Regions from separate parts of the Mus musculus genome. Here all the other regions are linked to region 1. Evidence: chromatin contacts called from public HiChIP or PLAC-seq and promoter capture Hi-C data. All regions are on one chromosome and are shown on one strand. Each heading gives the region's core, a stretch centred on a gene start, on an enhancer-like site or on the middle of the called end of the contact. The rest is flanking DNA. Distances are from core to core; before and after follow the strand shown. Region 1 holds the start of Slc46a1 (solute carrier family 46, member 1). Region 2 holds the start of Nos2 (nitric oxide synthase 2, inducible). Region 3 holds the start of Dhrs13 (dehydrogenase/reductase (SDR family) member 13). Region 4 holds the start of Fam222b (family with sequence similarity 222, member B). Region 5 holds the start of Ccnq (cyclin Q).

Region 1 (2,861 bases), core at 106-2,605:
TGCCTGGTGGGGGGCTTCATCTGTTTGCTTCAGTGTTGTGTTCAGATCTCCACGGCACCAAGTAAGGGCACTCCTTTTTCACAGGCAATAAAACAGAAGCCCAGACAGACAGACAGACAGACAGACAGACAGGAAGTCTGAGCTGCTCAGCAACAGTGCAGATGTCTGTTCTCCAGCTCAGTTCCTACAACAGGGGCACTGAAGAGCACAGGCCCACACCCAGGGGCCTCCAGTCTCAGGCTCCTCTTGTCTCTACTCCACCCTCTAAGAGAACTGCAGAATCAGATCCCAGTCCTTGATGTGACACTAGCTCCAGGAAAGGCTCCTAGGACAGGAACAGGGGCAAGGGACAACCTATTAGTCATTAATGATAGCCAACAGCGATTAGGTCTAATAGCAACAGCATCCAGAAGCCTGAGGCAGGGGAATCTCTATGAGTCTGAGGTTAGCCTGGTCTGAAAGTATGTATATAAAATAATACTTTCAGTGTACCAAATCTCATTGTCATTTTCCAATACTTCCTCTCTCTCTCTCTCTCTCTCTCTCTCTCTCTCTCTTTTCTTTTTTCTTTTGGTTTCTTCGAGACAGGGTTTCTCTGTGTAGCCCTGACTGTCCTGGAACTCACTTTGTAAACCAGGCTGGCCTCGAACTCAGAAATCTGCCTGCTTCTGCCTTCCAATTGCTGGGATTAAAGGCATGCATCACCATGCTCGGCATTCTTTCTTTCTTGGTTTGTTTGTTTGTTTGTTTGTTTTGGACAGAACATCAAGCCTTGGTTAGCCTAGTATTGCTTAGACCAAACTGGCCTCACCTCTGGTGTGCTGGGATTAAAAGCACATGCCACTAGGTCCTGCCTTCACTAAGATTTTCTTCCAAGTGAAGGCAAGGTCAACGGATCAGTGGCAGAGCACAAGTACTCCAGTGTGGCCCACCAGGCTCTGGCTGTTCTTACACAGATGCACATGTGCCGAGAGGCAGATGCCACGCAGCTGGCATATCCAGTCTTGTGCGCTAATCCTGCGTGCCTTTCGACCTTACTTCCACATCTCTGGATTCGGATCATTAAGTGACTAATCTATAAGGTTGCCACGAGATAATATATTCAGAATTCCTGGCCCCAGAACAAAGTTACGTTGTCAATAAATGTTAGTTATTGATATAGTGATTATTCTTTTGAGTGTTCCGACGCCCAGGAAGGAGGGCTGCAGCACGGTAGTATCTTTGCGTTGCCTGAAGTGAGGACACACCACAGGGATTGTTTGGACGACACCCAGCCCAGAGTTCAGCGGACCAAAGCTTTTGAGACTGTCTCACGCTCCGCCCCTCTAGACTTTTAACAGAAGCACCCGAAGCCGGCGCAGGCGCAGACAGCACAGACTGGTCCAGGCCTCCCGCAGCTGGTTCCGAGGTGCTAGCCCCTCCGTGTTTGCGCATGGAGGGGCGCGTGAGCTCCGTGGGCTCGCCCCACAGTTTCCTCAACGCTCCCGTGCTTTTCCGCGGCCCCGTGGAGCCCCTAGTCTTCCTGGCCAACTTTGCCCTGGTTCTGCAGGGACCGCTCACCACACAGTACCTTTGGCACCGGTTCAGCACGGAGCTCGGCTACAATGGCACCCGCCACCGGGAGAACTGTGGGAACCAAAGCGCGGATCCCCTCATGAAGGTAGCAGGGACCAGAGCAGCTGTGAATACGGAGCGCGGCACGGGGCGGGGCCTGTGGAAGACGGGGTCCCCGAGGGGACGGGACACACGTGGCGTGGTGGGCGGGTCAGACCAAAGGGGGCCTGCCCTGGCTGGCTGCCTTGTGCTGGAGGTGTACCTAGAGAAAGCCTGGCTTGGAAAGTTATCTAGTGTAGCGACGGAGGGAATGCTTCTCCAGGGCCTGTTTTTACAAGTTGAAGGAACATTCCAAGAGGCTTAGGGCTCTAAAGCAAGGCTATAGCTCCCAGGATGGTGATGGTAGCTAACCAAAGTGAGGTCCTGCGCACTAGTGATTGTGTCTTTACAGGAAGTGGAGACCCTGACATCTCACTGGACCCTCTACATGAACGTGGGAGGCTTCCTGGTGGGACTCTTCTGGTCCACCCTGCTGGGAGCCTGGAGTGACCGCGTGGGTCGCCGCCCATTGCTGGTGCTGGCCTCTCTTGGTCTGCTGCTCCAGGCCGTGGTGTCCATCTTTGTGGTGCAGCTAGAACTGCACGTCGGGTTCTTCGTGCTTGGCCGAGCTCTTTGTGCCCTTCTGGGAGACTTCAACGGCCTCCTTGCTGCTAGCTTTGCCTCTGTGGCAGATGTTAGCTCTAACCACAGTCGCACCTTCCGGATGGCTCTGCTGGAAGCATGCATTGGTGTGGCCGGGACCCTGGCAAGCCTTCTCGGGGGTCACTGGCTCCGGGCCCAGGGTTATGCCAACCCCTTCTGGCTGGCTTTGGCCCTGCTGATTGTCATGGCTCTATACGCAGCATTTTGTTTTGGTGAGACGGTGAAGGAGCCAAAGTCCACCAGGCTTTTCACGCTCCGCCATCATCGATCCATTGCCCGGCTATATGTGGTTCCAGCCCCAGAAAAGTCCAGGATGCATCTAGCCCTGTACTCTTTGGCCATATTCGTGGTGGTTACTGTGCATTTTGGGGCTCAAGATATCCTGACACTCTATGAGCTGAGCGCACCCCTCTGCTGGGACTCCAAGCTGATTGGCTATGGCTCAGCAGCCCAGCACCTACCCTACCTCACCAGCCTGCTGGGCCTAAGGCTTCTGCAATTCTGCCTGGCTGACACCTGGGTGGCTGAGATTGGCCTGGCTTTCAACATCCTGGGAATGGTGGTCTTTGCGTTTGCTACCATTACACCCCTCATGTTCACAGGTA
Region 2 (2,861 bases), core at 124-2,623, 460 kb after region 1:
CAGCAAACCCTAGGCATATTCCTGTCTTTACCTCCCCAGAACTTATTGCAAGTGTGTGTCACCACACCCAGCATTTTATCATTGACCTATTGACTGGTGTGTGTGTGTGTGTGTGTGTTTGTGTGTGTGTGTGTGTGTGTGTGTGTGTGTGTGTGTGTGTGTGTGTGTAAATTCCTTATCTCACCAACCCATGCCCAGCTTTTGAACTTAGGTCCTTGTACATGCAAGGCAAGCACTTTACCAACTGAGCCATCTCCCCAGCCCAATTACTTGATTTGTAATTCATTTATTCAATCAACAATTTATTTGTTCTCCCAACTATTGAGGCCACACACTTTTTGGGTGACTTAGTCTGTGTACCTCAGACAAGGGCAAAACACGAGGCTGAGCTGACTTTGGGGACCATGCGAAGATGAGTGGACCCTGGCAGGATGTGCTAGGGGGATTTTCCCTCTCTCTGTTTGTTCCTTTTCCCCTAACACTGTCAATATTTCACTTTCATAATGGAAAATTCCATGCCATGTGTGAATGCTTTATTGGAAGCATTGTAAGAAATTATAATTTATTCGTTTTTGTTTGTTTCTCAGAACAGGGTTTTTCTGTGTAGTGTTCCTGGCTTATCCTAGAACTTACTCTGTAGACCAGGCTAGCCCAAACTCAGGGATCAGCCTTTCTCTGTCTCCTGAATCCCGGGATTAAAGGCTTATGCCACCACACCCAGGTAGGACATTATAATCCTATATATAAGAAGTCACCCACACATACAAACACACACACACCACACACACACACACACACACACACACACACACAGAGAGAGAGAGAGAGAGAGAGAGGGAGAGAGAGAGAGAGAGAGAGAATGCCACTGAGAAAAAAAATAAAAAGGCTTCACTCAGCACAGCCCATCCACTATTCTGCCCAAGCTGACTTACTACTAGTGGGGAAATGCTGGTCAGACGGCATCTGTGCCCACAGCTTGCCTTCCATCCTTTCTAGAAAACCTCCTGATGAATGTGTCCTGGGCGTGTTGGAATATTGGCACCATCTAACCTCACTGAGAGAACAGACAGAAAGCCAGAGAGCTCCGTGCCCAGAACAAAATCCCTCAGCAGCTGCAAGCCAGGGTATGTGGTTTAGCTAAGAAAAGCCAGCCTCCCTCCCTAGTGAGTCCCAGTTTTGAAGTGACTACGTGCTGCCTAGGGGCCACTGCCTTGGACGGGCGACCAGGAAGAGATGGCCTTGCATGAGGATACACCACAGAGTGATGTAATCAAGCACACAGACTAGGAGTGTCCATCATGAATGAGCTAACTTGCACACCCAACTGGGGACTCTCCCTTTGGGAACAGTTATGCAAAATAGCTCTGCAGAGCCTGGAGGGGTATAAATACCTGATGGCTGCTGCCAGGGTCACAACTTTACAGGGAGTTGAAGACTGAGACTCTGGCCCCACGGGACACAGTGTCACTGGTTTGAAACTTCTCAGCCACCTTGGTGAAGGGACTGAGCTGTTAGAGACACTTCTGAGGCTCCTCACGCTTGGGTCTTGTTCACTCCACGGAGTAGCCTAGTCAACTGCAAGGTGAGTCTTGTGTTGGGGACAGCTGCTCTTAGGAGTGTCTTCCTGCTTGGGAAAGCCCAGAAAACCAGGCTTTCCCTTCTCCCCCCACCCCACCCCTCTTTTTGTGGCTGGACTGAAGCTGATATGGAAGGTGTAAGAAGCACACCCACAGAAGGGTCTGCCAGTTGAACAGGGCGTGTGGTCAGATTTCTTCTCTGCAAATGTTTACTGTGGTGATTACACTACAAAGGATAAACTTTCTAGAAAGCTCCGAATAGGCTGGGGGGGGTGGTGTTAATACATATAGCTTACTTTACTCATCTTTATGAGATGTGCCCTCTGCCCCACCCAGATCTGATAAGATGGTTATTATTAATCCCATTTTAGGAGTGAAGCAATGAGTTTCAGTTAACTAACTTGATTTAGATGAGTAACTAGAAAAACTCAGGGTAGGGTCCAGTTCATCGGGACTCTGAGTTTCACTGTTCCCCTTAGGTGGGTTCTTGTACCCCCCCCCCCCGTATCTTCCAAGTATATCTTTCCTCAGGGAGGGCACTCGCCAAGGAGAAGCCACATACTCTCAGGGCAGTTCCACTTTCTATTTCTTGTCTTTTTCGTAAAGGATATAATCTCAACTCTGGAGAGTTTAATGCTCTTTTATACAAATCATTGACTTCTTCTCAAGTAACAAAGAAGAAGAAGGAACATGTGACCTAGTGTCCTTGGCTCAGGATGCGTGATGACTCCCAAATCAAAGGAAAGGTGGCCAGGACTTGAGTGCTAGCCCCAAGTGCAGGTCCAGAGGGAAGGGTACTAATGACAAGTGCTTGCCCCTCTCTCTGGTCAGCAGGTGGCAGGAAGGGTCAGGCAGATGCACACACTCCTGTATTAGTGACCCCAGCTCCTGCCCACCTTGCTGGAGGCCATGGAGTAACTCCTGCCAAGAGAAACTGAATTGTCCTAAGGAAGCTTGTGGATGCTTGCTGTCCTTGGTAGGTGGCTATGTGGCATCCCAAGTTATCCCAAGTTTGGTTTGTTATGTGTCTTTGTAGAACTGGAGTCTGTCCCACAAGATTTCAACTCCAAATAAAACTGCCGAGTGCAAGCATGGAGAGAGAGCACTTCTGTGCTAGCCTTAGCTGGGCTCTGTCTCCATTCTCTGGGACACTAGCGCCCGCCCGTGAGAAGGCTCTGTTCTGTTAGGCTCTTCTTCAACCTCACCTCACAGCCTCCCTCCCCTTCCTCAGAGAACGGAGAACGTTGGATTTGGAGCAGAAGTGCAAAGTCTCAGACATGGCTT
Region 3 (2,861 bases), core at 238-2,737, 430 kb before region 1:
GTGGTGACCACCTACCCTAAAAGTATTTCAGTGCTACATCATAACTTTAATTTTGCTACTGTTGCAAATTATAAATGTCTGACACAGGATATCTGAGATGCAACTCCTGTGAAGGGGTCCTTCGACTCTTGGTAAGGAGGTGACCCAGGTTAAAGACTGCTGCTCTAGCCTGTGCGGCTCTTGGTGTAACTTGAATAACTTCTGCTGTTCTCATCAGGAAATACCCTGCTGTGTTACCCTAATTCTAATTTCCTGGGCATCCTGCTAGCTTCCTGGAGATGGCTTATTCAGGAAGTTCTTCCTGAGAACAGTCCCCTAGAAAAATCTGTGTTCTGGCACTATTCTAACTAGTACCTATTCATATATTCAAGTCTGTTGATAGGGCTAGAAGACGAGCTTTACATCCACAGCGTCTATAGTTGTGCTCCAAGAACACAGTGCAGTATTAAATAGGGAATTCCCTGGTCTCAGAAATCTGACCCTGACTCCCACATATAGTTGTATTCTTGTCCCTGCCACTCTGCTTCCACTTCAGGAAGGACTTCTTAAACCTCCAAAGGCAGAAAGGAACTACCTGTCCTTCACTGTCCTAGGCAAGGTCCTGCTTGGAATGCCCACATCCCTAGCTGTCCCTGCCCAGCTTACCCTCAGTCACTGTTTCCAGAGTAATGGAGTGTCTACCTACCTAGTCTTGCTACCTGTGAACCGTTCTAGAAACAAATTACCGCCTTTTCGAAAGCAGAGGTCATGGAGTAACAACCATGTAATACCCACTGTTTCGGAGTTTGAGGAAGGAGGATCTCAAATTTAAGGCCACCATGGGCCTAGGGAAACCACCTCCAAAATCGACAGGGAAAGGGGTGGGGTCACAAAGTTAGGAAATCACATGGTTGAATCCTGACAACCCTGTCAGTGCCAGCATAAGAAGCCTCATGCCTCTGGCCTGTAACGGGAAATGTCCTAGAAGAGCAGCGGAGGGCTGGATAATGAAAGAATGAGAAAAGAGTCGCTTCATTGAGGAAAAGGCATCCAGGACTCGACTCCAGACACACGAGCCCATTCATGTACACAGGACTCCAGACTGAGAGACTGCTACATACTCACACCTAGAGTAAACAGAGATGTTCATTCAGTCACACGCGTTGGTGGAGACTACAGATGCATGCACAGCCTGGAGGACTCCCGCGATGGGCACAGACACCTACGCAGTGCTCTCACCGCCGGCGCCCGCCCAGAATCCAGAAGCACGCCCAAAGCCTGAGCGGAGATCTCAGGGCCCTAGGCATGCACACACCCACCCGTCCCTCAGGCAGATGTTTCCGGGTACTTACCGAGCACGCGTTCCCGGGAGTTCGCAAGCCTAGAGGGCGCTCCCAGGACTCCAAGGTGTTTCTCCTAGGCACGCCGCCAGGGCACGCAGGCGCACGCCTAGGGGGCGCTCGCAGGGGCCACGCGTGCGCGCACACCCCTGCCCAGCCTGCCGCCGCCCTCGCGAGGCCGAGGCGGGAGCGACGAGGCCCGGGCGGGAATCGGGAGCACTGCCGGCATGGAGATGCTGCTGCTGGGCGCCGGGCTGCTGCTGGGCGCCTACGTGCTTGTCTACTACAACCTGGTGAAGGCCCCGTCGTGCGGCGGCATCGGCAGCCTTCGGGGCCGCACGGTCGTGGTCACTGGTGAGTGCGCGCGAGCGGGCGGCGGGGAGGCCGGGCGGGTGGCCGCGGCCCGACCGGCTGAGCTGGCTCCCACCCGCCGCCCGCAGGCGCCAATAGCGGCATCGGAAAGATGACAGCGCTGGAGCTGGCGCGCCGGGGAGCGCGCGTGGTGCTGGCCTGCCGCAGCCGGGAGCGCGGGGAAGCGGCCGCTTTCGACCTCCGTCAGGTGAGACCATAGGGGAATGCGGGAGGCGGGTGAGCCCGGGACGCGGAGGGCGGAGCAGAGCGACGGAGGAATCAAGATCTGAGAGGAGAGAGCCTCACTATCCCTTAAACAGAGAGGAAGATGCAGGGACTGCTGTGGTCTTTAATCTTGAGAGCTTTAAGAATCAGAGTTAATGAAGTCAGGTGTGGTCCCAGCACCGGGCTGCGAGCTCAAGGCCAGCCTTGGCAAAGGCGACAAAGAAGGAAGGGTTAGGATAATGAAGAGATGCAGAAAGAACAGCAGGTGCAAATGCCCTGAGACTAGAGAGTCTAATTGGAGAGACAGGGGGCGGGAGATGAAGCAAGGAATAAAAGGAATGTCCTGAAGTGGTTCTGAGCCACAGCCAGCTTCTGAAGGCCCTTCCAAATACCATCGAGTTGAAGACAGCTGAGCAGAGAAGACACTTCAGTAGGCTCTGGACCATCCTGATGGCTTTTTCAGATGAATTTCTTAGAACTGTGCGGTGTCTAGACTGCAGAGGACAGGAGTGAGAGGGTCACATACCTTTAATCCTAGCACTTGAGAGGCAGAGACAGGTAGATTTCTGTGAGTTGAAGACCAGCTTGGGCTACATCCTAAGACTCTGTCTCAAAATAAACAAGCAAACAAATAAAATAAATTTTTTTTAAAAAGGTGTGTAAGAGAAGACCACAGTCTCTTAGGAAAAGTTTGTTACAGCAGGACATGCTGGTGCACACCTGTAATTCCAGCCCTGAAGAGGCTGAGGAAGGGAGATCATGAGTTCCAAGGCAGTCTGAGCTACGTAGCAAGATGCTGTCTACAACAGGTGAAAGGCTGTAATTGATTTTTATGGTAAATGATAATAAAAACAAGGGATGTTAATGGCAAATACCTGCACGCTGCTGACTGGGTATTTAATATATATTAACTCTAGCTCAGGCAGGCCTTGAACTGGTGACAAAAGGGTAGCTAGGATAACCAAT
Region 4 (2,861 bases), core at 217-2,716, 370 kb before region 1:
CAACTCACTCATTAAATTTGCACCTGTGTATACTGTATTAGATACCAATTAGTTCATAGCAATTTGTAGCAACCAACTTACATTTTTAAAAGACAGAAGCCTCTGACAGGAATGTAGCTCAGGCCTGTAATGTTGTTATTCAGGAGGCTGAGGCAGGAGGATCACAAATTCAAGGCCACCATGGACTACATATGGGATTCAAGACCAGTCTGGGATACTAGTGAGATTCTGTCTTATATAGCCAAAGTTGTCATCATCACCTCAGTATTAATACATTTGTAAGCATTTCATGAAAACCCTTCGGGTTCCTGGGTACTTCTCTGAAAAAAAAAAAAAAAAAAAAAGACAGAAAGAAGTAACACCAATTTCTTTTTTTTTTTTTTAAGATTGATTTATTTATTTTATGAGTACACTATAGCTGTCCTCAGACACACCAGAAGAGAGTGTTGGATCCCATTACAGATGGTTGTGAGCTACCACGTGGTTGCTGGGATTTGAACTCAGGACCTCTGGAAGAGCAGTCAGTGCTCTTAACCACTGAGCCATCTCTCCAGAGCCCAAATTCTTTTAAAAATGTAGCTCTGGATATCCTAGAACTTCATCTGTAGATCAGGAGAGCCTCAAACTCACAGAAATCCTCCTGCCTCTGCAAAGATTCATGGAGTGCTCCATTCCGTCCGGGTGTTAGTTTATTAAACACTTAAGAGTTCCATTAAATATAGTTGTATGGGCTGGTGAGATGGCTCAGTGGGTAAGAGCACCCGACTGTTCTTCCGAAGGTCCAGAGTTCAAATCCCAGCAACCACATGGTGGCTCACAACCATCTGTAACAAGATCTGACGCCCTCTTCTGGAGTGTCTGAAGACAGCTACAGTGTACTTACATATAATAAATAAATAAATCTTTAAAAAAAAATATAGTTGTATAGGGGCTGGAGAAATGTTCAGCGACTATGAGCACTCGCTGCTGATGCAGAGGACTGAAGTTTGGCTACTAGGATCGATGTCCGTCCAGTCGCTCATAATCGTAAGTATTAATATTTCAAGTACTGTTGGGTACGTGCTACTACTACACAGGGATAAAGGTCTTCTTTATCGGTTTGCAAAAAGATCTGACTCCGTAGTCAGAGATGTACAGTAGGGAACGAGTCTGCAATTTCTTCCACGCCTAAAAGATTTGGTCTTTAAGTGCAGGCAGGATCCAGAATTCTGGTGGGATAAATCTCAATTCAAGACTTTAGTAATTTAGGCAAGATATTCTAGAGGCCTAAAAGGAAGGCTCAGTAGCCACATTCCCTAAGACCTAAAATATCCAAGGCCAGCGAGCGGCCATGCCCACTTGAGACCCAGAGAAGCAGGACATCAGGCAATGATAAAGACGTCCCCGGAGCGAGGTGCGCAGGCGCTGACTGCCGGAGAGGGCCCCGGGCAATCCGGGCTGCGCAGGCGCAGAAGCAGCTCCCGGCCAGTCCGGACGGCGGCTGTGATTGAGAGGCTGGGGCGTGGAGCAGCAGTGGCGGCGACCGGCGACAACGGAGCAGCCATGAGGGCCGGGCCCAGTCACCGACAGTGAGTGGTGGTTTAAGGGTAGTGGACTCTAAGGAATGCAGATATGGCGTGGTGGAAGGACACCCTGACTAGCGGGGTGGCTTCTACTTGTCGGGGACGGAGGTCGTGGGGGAGGGATAGTTTGAGGTGATGATGGTGGAGCATTTGGAGCATGGATGATTAGGTCATGAGTCCCAGAGCTGGACAGCTTGGCGGAGGGAAGGGGTTGCGTTTCGTGGAGTGAGGGCGCACACGGCAGGACCAGTGCCTCGCGCTGTCTGGTTTGTCATCATCCCTTCCCCCAGGAGCTTTGGGTCGCCTCTCCCTTTCCGCTTCTTTCAGAGAATGGTTGCTGGGGGGGAAGGGTGGTGGAAAATAAAAGCCGTGCTGGAGCTGAAGAAGTCCACTCTGAACCAGTCAGAGAAGGACTGGTCACTGGAGTTATGATGTGCCCTGGGTAAAGCTTGGGAGTCGGAAGCTCTGTTTAAATTCAGGAGGAATCTAGGTTAAAGAGCTAAGGACATGGAGTCAGGTTTGGAACCAAGTCCAGCACAGATAAACCTGATCGATAACCTTGGATAGGACCCACTTAACCTTTCTGGTTCTCTGGAAGATCCAGCATTAAATGCTGGGCTTTTGTAAGCTTCATATATTGGTTGAGAGAGCTTATGAAACCTATAGATTGGAAATACTATACGGATGCTAGTATGTACCAGCAATACGATCAGATTTTAGACTCTATGGTTATTAATGGAGTAACTGATTTCTCCATCAAAACAAAGCATATTTGTAAAACCTCAGTAGACAAAAATATGTGCACCCTGCATAAGTACAGCAGATCATCTGTAGAAATAGCACTTTCTTCCGTGGTGTGACAAATTCTCTGTCAAATTGAATAGGAAAAGTACCCTACTCCTGTGCCTTTTTACATGGTATGCAGCTTCTGACCCAAGAGGAAGCAAATACAGCCTGAAGCACTGAGCTATGTTCTCAGCCTTCCTTTTGCTTTTTATTTTGAGACTAAGTTTCACTAACTTGCTTATGCTGGTCTTGAATTCAAGCACTAGTTGAGTTTGAATTAACAGTCTTGCCTCTGTTTCCCCAGTAGCTGGGGTTATAGGCGTACCTGGCTGAGATTCGGGAGGGCTCCTCTGTTAATGCTTGTGTGCCAAGCAGTTTATTAACTGAGCCATTTATCTCCCCAGCCTCTACTTGATGCTGGAACCTGAGCCTGGGTTTTGAGTGTGCTAGGCAAGTGCCCTATCACCAGCCCATTTTGTTTTGTTTTGTTTTAATTGAGACGGTGCCACTACA
Region 5 (2,861 bases), core at 256-2,755, 290 kb after region 1:
GTTATCATACGTTTAACATTCCCCAACTCATACTTTGCCTATCTTTGTATACTTCTTTTTTGTAGAAATTATAGTGCATCTATAACCTTGTTATCTTCTATGCTGCCTAATATGAACCTTTACCCACATTGTCATAAACCCCTTACAAATATGTTTTAGTGGTTGAATAATAAATACTCCATTGTATGGATGTACCATGCTTCACTAACCATTTCCCCAATATTGATCAGTTTCCAGTATCTCTCCTACTGTAACTTAGAAATACCATAAGGCAGACTCTGGTGCGTTAAACCTTTCCTATATTTTATTTGCATAATTTTTATTATACAAAATAAGATTCTATGTTACACATTCATACTTCCCCTAAGGGTGCAGTTCTATTCTTTAACTTTCCTGTTGGCGACCTGCAATGGTCCATGCCTCAAATGCAGCATCTTCTCAAAGGGCAAAAGCTGATGCAGCCAATTCTAGAAAGCTCTATATGTCCTGCCCACATGGAAGCTCTTAGCATTATTTGAACAAGGGCTGCTGGGGACAAAATGACAGCATGTCATTGCAGTCACCAATGACATCCTCTGCCAGCACAACCAGTCCTCCGAGTGGAGACACGCCATCACAGCAACTTGGTGGAACGATACCCCAGGCCTCCGATCATCCTGGTCTTAGGTCCGGCCTCGGCCAGGGCCTTAGGGGATCTCTGTATCCATAGTATAAATCTGAATGAGATCAGACACAATATTGTCAATGATTGGCTTGGTAAGGTCATCACTAAATACCTGCCACCAAGGCTTCTCGGCCTCACCCTCTGCAGGCACCTCGACTCCATAGACCTGCAGGGCCAGGTAGAGCACAGCCACGGCTAGGTGCTGAGCCTGGAAGCGGAGGCATAGCCCCCCGTGGTAGCTATCTCGTAGCAGAGCCCAAGCTGTAACTGAGATGGGGGTTCGTTGCCAGCTGTAACGATTCAGCCAGTTCTTGAGGGAAATCAAGTAGTGCAGCAGGTACTTGTGTGGATGCTGGAAAGAGACTTGGAAGCGCAGAACTCGTAGCATAAGAAGCTCACATTGTACAATGCTGTCTCGTAGCTCCCAGAAGCGGGAATCCAGCTCCAATGGCTCACTGCCCGGGTTAAAGTACCTGTGCGACACGTTGATGATGTCACGAGTACGCAAGTGTTGCTCCTCCACTTTGCCGGCCAAGTAAATGGAAGACATGGCGACCAGGTAGAGGTCATATGCGTCCAGGTTGATCTCGCAGAAGAACTTATGGTAAATGGTGCAAGCGGTGGCGATGGGGATGGACTGCATGCCTAGCTTGACGCCTGCCTCCATGATAAACCGGGTTACTCGGAAGTGCACCCTCGCCTCGGGAGCCGGCCTCTCCTCGGCTCGCGGCGCCGCCGGCCCGCTTTCGCAGCTGTCTGGCCGAACAGCCTCCATGAGGCCCAGCAGGCCGCCCCGGAAGGAGAAACGCTCCGGCGCGCCGAGGCCGGCTCCGGGGGTCCTCGCGGAGGGGGCGTGCCGTCAAGCGGCCACGCCCCCACCCGTCCTGCCGCCACGCCCACCCTGCTCGGCTTTTCCTCCTATATTAAAAGATAGGCACTCAGGAGCAGCTTGGTGGAGACGAGGAGTGCTATTTTTAAGACATCTGAGAAGATACTACTTTTGATTTAAGGGGCTTTTTCACTGTTCCTGAGAATCCAGGCTATGGAAAGGATGAGAGTCAACTCTCACCCTGGCATTTGCCTCTGTGACCCTGGGGGCTTTGGTTGATCCTCTACATCTCATTCCTTAGGTGCAAGTTGGGGTGGTTGGCTGTCCCCTCCTCATGGAGCTCTTGTGAAAAATGAACGAGTGATGTAGGCAGATCAAATATGCTCCATAAGTTTGGCTTTGATGATTATTTTTCTGAGTCAGGTTTTCTACATTTAACCCAGACTGGCCTTGTACTCTTGATCCTCTTATCCCAGGTGTGCAACACCACACTCAGCGATATTTTGTTTTAATTGAAAAAGAAAGGAAGGAAGGAAAGAAAGAAAGAAAGAAAGAAAGAAAGAAAGAAAGAAAGAAAGAAAGGAAGGAAGGAAGGAAGGAAGGAAGATAGATACATCAGGACATCAGGACAGGGGTTTTCTATTGTAGCCTTGGCTGTCCTGGAACTTGATCTGCAGACCAGGCTGGTCTCCAAATCAGGAGATCTACCTGTCTCTTAGGATTAAAGACATGCACTGCTGCCCACCCCCCCACCCCCCCCCCCATCCTGCTACCATCACCCAGCTCATGACCTTTAGCTATTACTAATTTGTTTTGAGGAATCTTTCATTTTCATTTATGTCTTTATATATCTGTATGAATTAAGACTTTTGTAAAGTGGGAAAAAACACCCTAAGCCATAGGGATTCCAAAGAGAGGTATATGCATTAGACGATGTACCAGACATGGATTTCTCAATCTTAGCGTTCTTTAGCCCCCAAGAAAAGCAGTACCCCACAACTTCTACATTTCTCATTTGGCCACTTGTAGCACACGGTTATCTTCCTCTTTAAATGTTACCGATTAAGACTACATTCTCAAATTTTATTTATTTTTTGTTTGTTTTGTTTTTGGAGACTGTTTCTCACTATATAGCCCAGGCAGACCTGAAACCTGTTATATAGATCAGGCTGGCCTCACAGAGATCTGCCTGACAAGTGCTGGGATTAAAGGTGTGAGCTTTCACATGCTGTGGAAGACACTATGTTGGTAGTTCTGGGGACAGATAGAATCCAGCACATTACTCGTGAACTAAATGCCCTGCCCACTTCAGTATGATTTTTTTTTTTTTTTTTTTTTTACTATGTCAGAGGATCTTATTGAAAACAC

What was found. Promoter capture Hi-C pulls out the DNA fragments that hold promoters and counts their contacts. HiChIP or PLAC-seq counts read pairs in DNA pulled down with a chosen protein or histone mark.
Region 2: a promoter capture Hi-C map of 3T3-L1-derived adipocytes shows a contact between it and region 1, with 3 times the contacts expected there. The contact joins the promoter of Nos2 here to the promoter of Slc46a1 in region 1. A contact is called at or near these places in 13 of 39 promoter capture datasets (the 3T3-L1 cell line, 3T3-L1-derived adipocytes, the C10 cell line and 10 more), 1 of 115 datasets of contacts at active chromatin or transcription factors (neural tube) and 3 of 9 other capture datasets (adipose tissue, liver and macrophages).
Region 3: a contact with region 1 is called in a FOXA1 HiChIP or PLAC-seq map of pancreatic cancer cells. The contact joins the promoter of Dhrs13 here to the promoter of Slc46a1 in region 1. A contact is called at or near these places in 2 of 39 promoter capture datasets (both in liver) and 1 of 115 datasets of contacts at active chromatin or transcription factors (pancreatic cancer cells).
Region 4: a contact with region 1 is called in a promoter capture Hi-C map of liver, with 2.0 times the contacts expected there. The contact joins the promoter of Fam222b here to the promoter of Slc46a1 in region 1. A contact is called at or near these places in 3 of 39 promoter capture datasets (hippocampal neurons, liver and pre-B cells).
Region 5: a contact with region 1 is called in an H3K27ac HiChIP or PLAC-seq map of microglia, with 4 times the contacts expected there. The contact joins the promoter of Ccnq here to the promoter of Slc46a1 in region 1. A contact is called at or near these places in 2 of 115 datasets of contacts at active chromatin or transcription factors (fibro-adipogenic progenitors and microglia) and 1 of 9 other capture datasets (adipose tissue).

The regions. Positions count from the first base shown.
Region 1 is chr11:78,464,346-78,467,206 of GRCm38.p6, forward strand. Slc46a1 (solute carrier family 46, member 1) reads left to right here and starts at 1,356. Exons shown (of 5, transcript NM_026740.2): 1 at 1,356-1,660; 2 at 2,006-2,858. The coding sequence starts at 1,433.
Region 2 is chr11:78,919,414-78,922,274 of GRCm38.p6, forward strand. It overlaps Nos2 (nitric oxide synthase 2, inducible), which reads left to right and starts at 1,374. Exons shown (of 27, transcript NM_010927.4): 1 at 1,374-1,582; 2 at 2,809-2,861. The coding sequence starts at 2,855. RefSeq lists a promoter at 1-1,576, enhancers at 76-88, 384-651, 1,181-1,201 and cis regulatory regions at 576-595, 1,204-1,370.
Region 3 is chr11:78,030,826-78,033,686 of GRCm38.p6, forward strand. Dhrs13 (dehydrogenase/reductase (SDR family) member 13) reads left to right here and starts at 1,488. Exons shown (of 5, transcript NM_183286.2): 1 at 1,488-1,673; 2 at 1,760-1,878. The coding sequence starts at 1,547. It overlaps Dhrs13os (dehydrogenase/reductase (SDR family) member 13, opposite strand), which reads right to left and starts at 1,840. Exons shown (of 2, transcript NR_152257.1): 1 at 1,332-1,840; 2 at 1-1,106.
Region 4 is chr11:78,093,224-78,096,084 of GRCm38.p6, forward strand. It overlaps Fam222b (family with sequence similarity 222, member B), which reads left to right and starts at 1,467. Exons shown (of 3, transcript NM_145430.3): 1 at 1,467-1,568.
Region 5 is chr11:78,750,224-78,753,084 of GRCm38.p6, forward strand. It overlaps Ccnq (cyclin Q), which reads right to left and starts at 1,506. Exons shown (of 1, transcript NM_197989.1): 1 at 283-1,506. The coding sequence starts at 1,439. The coding sequence ends at 687.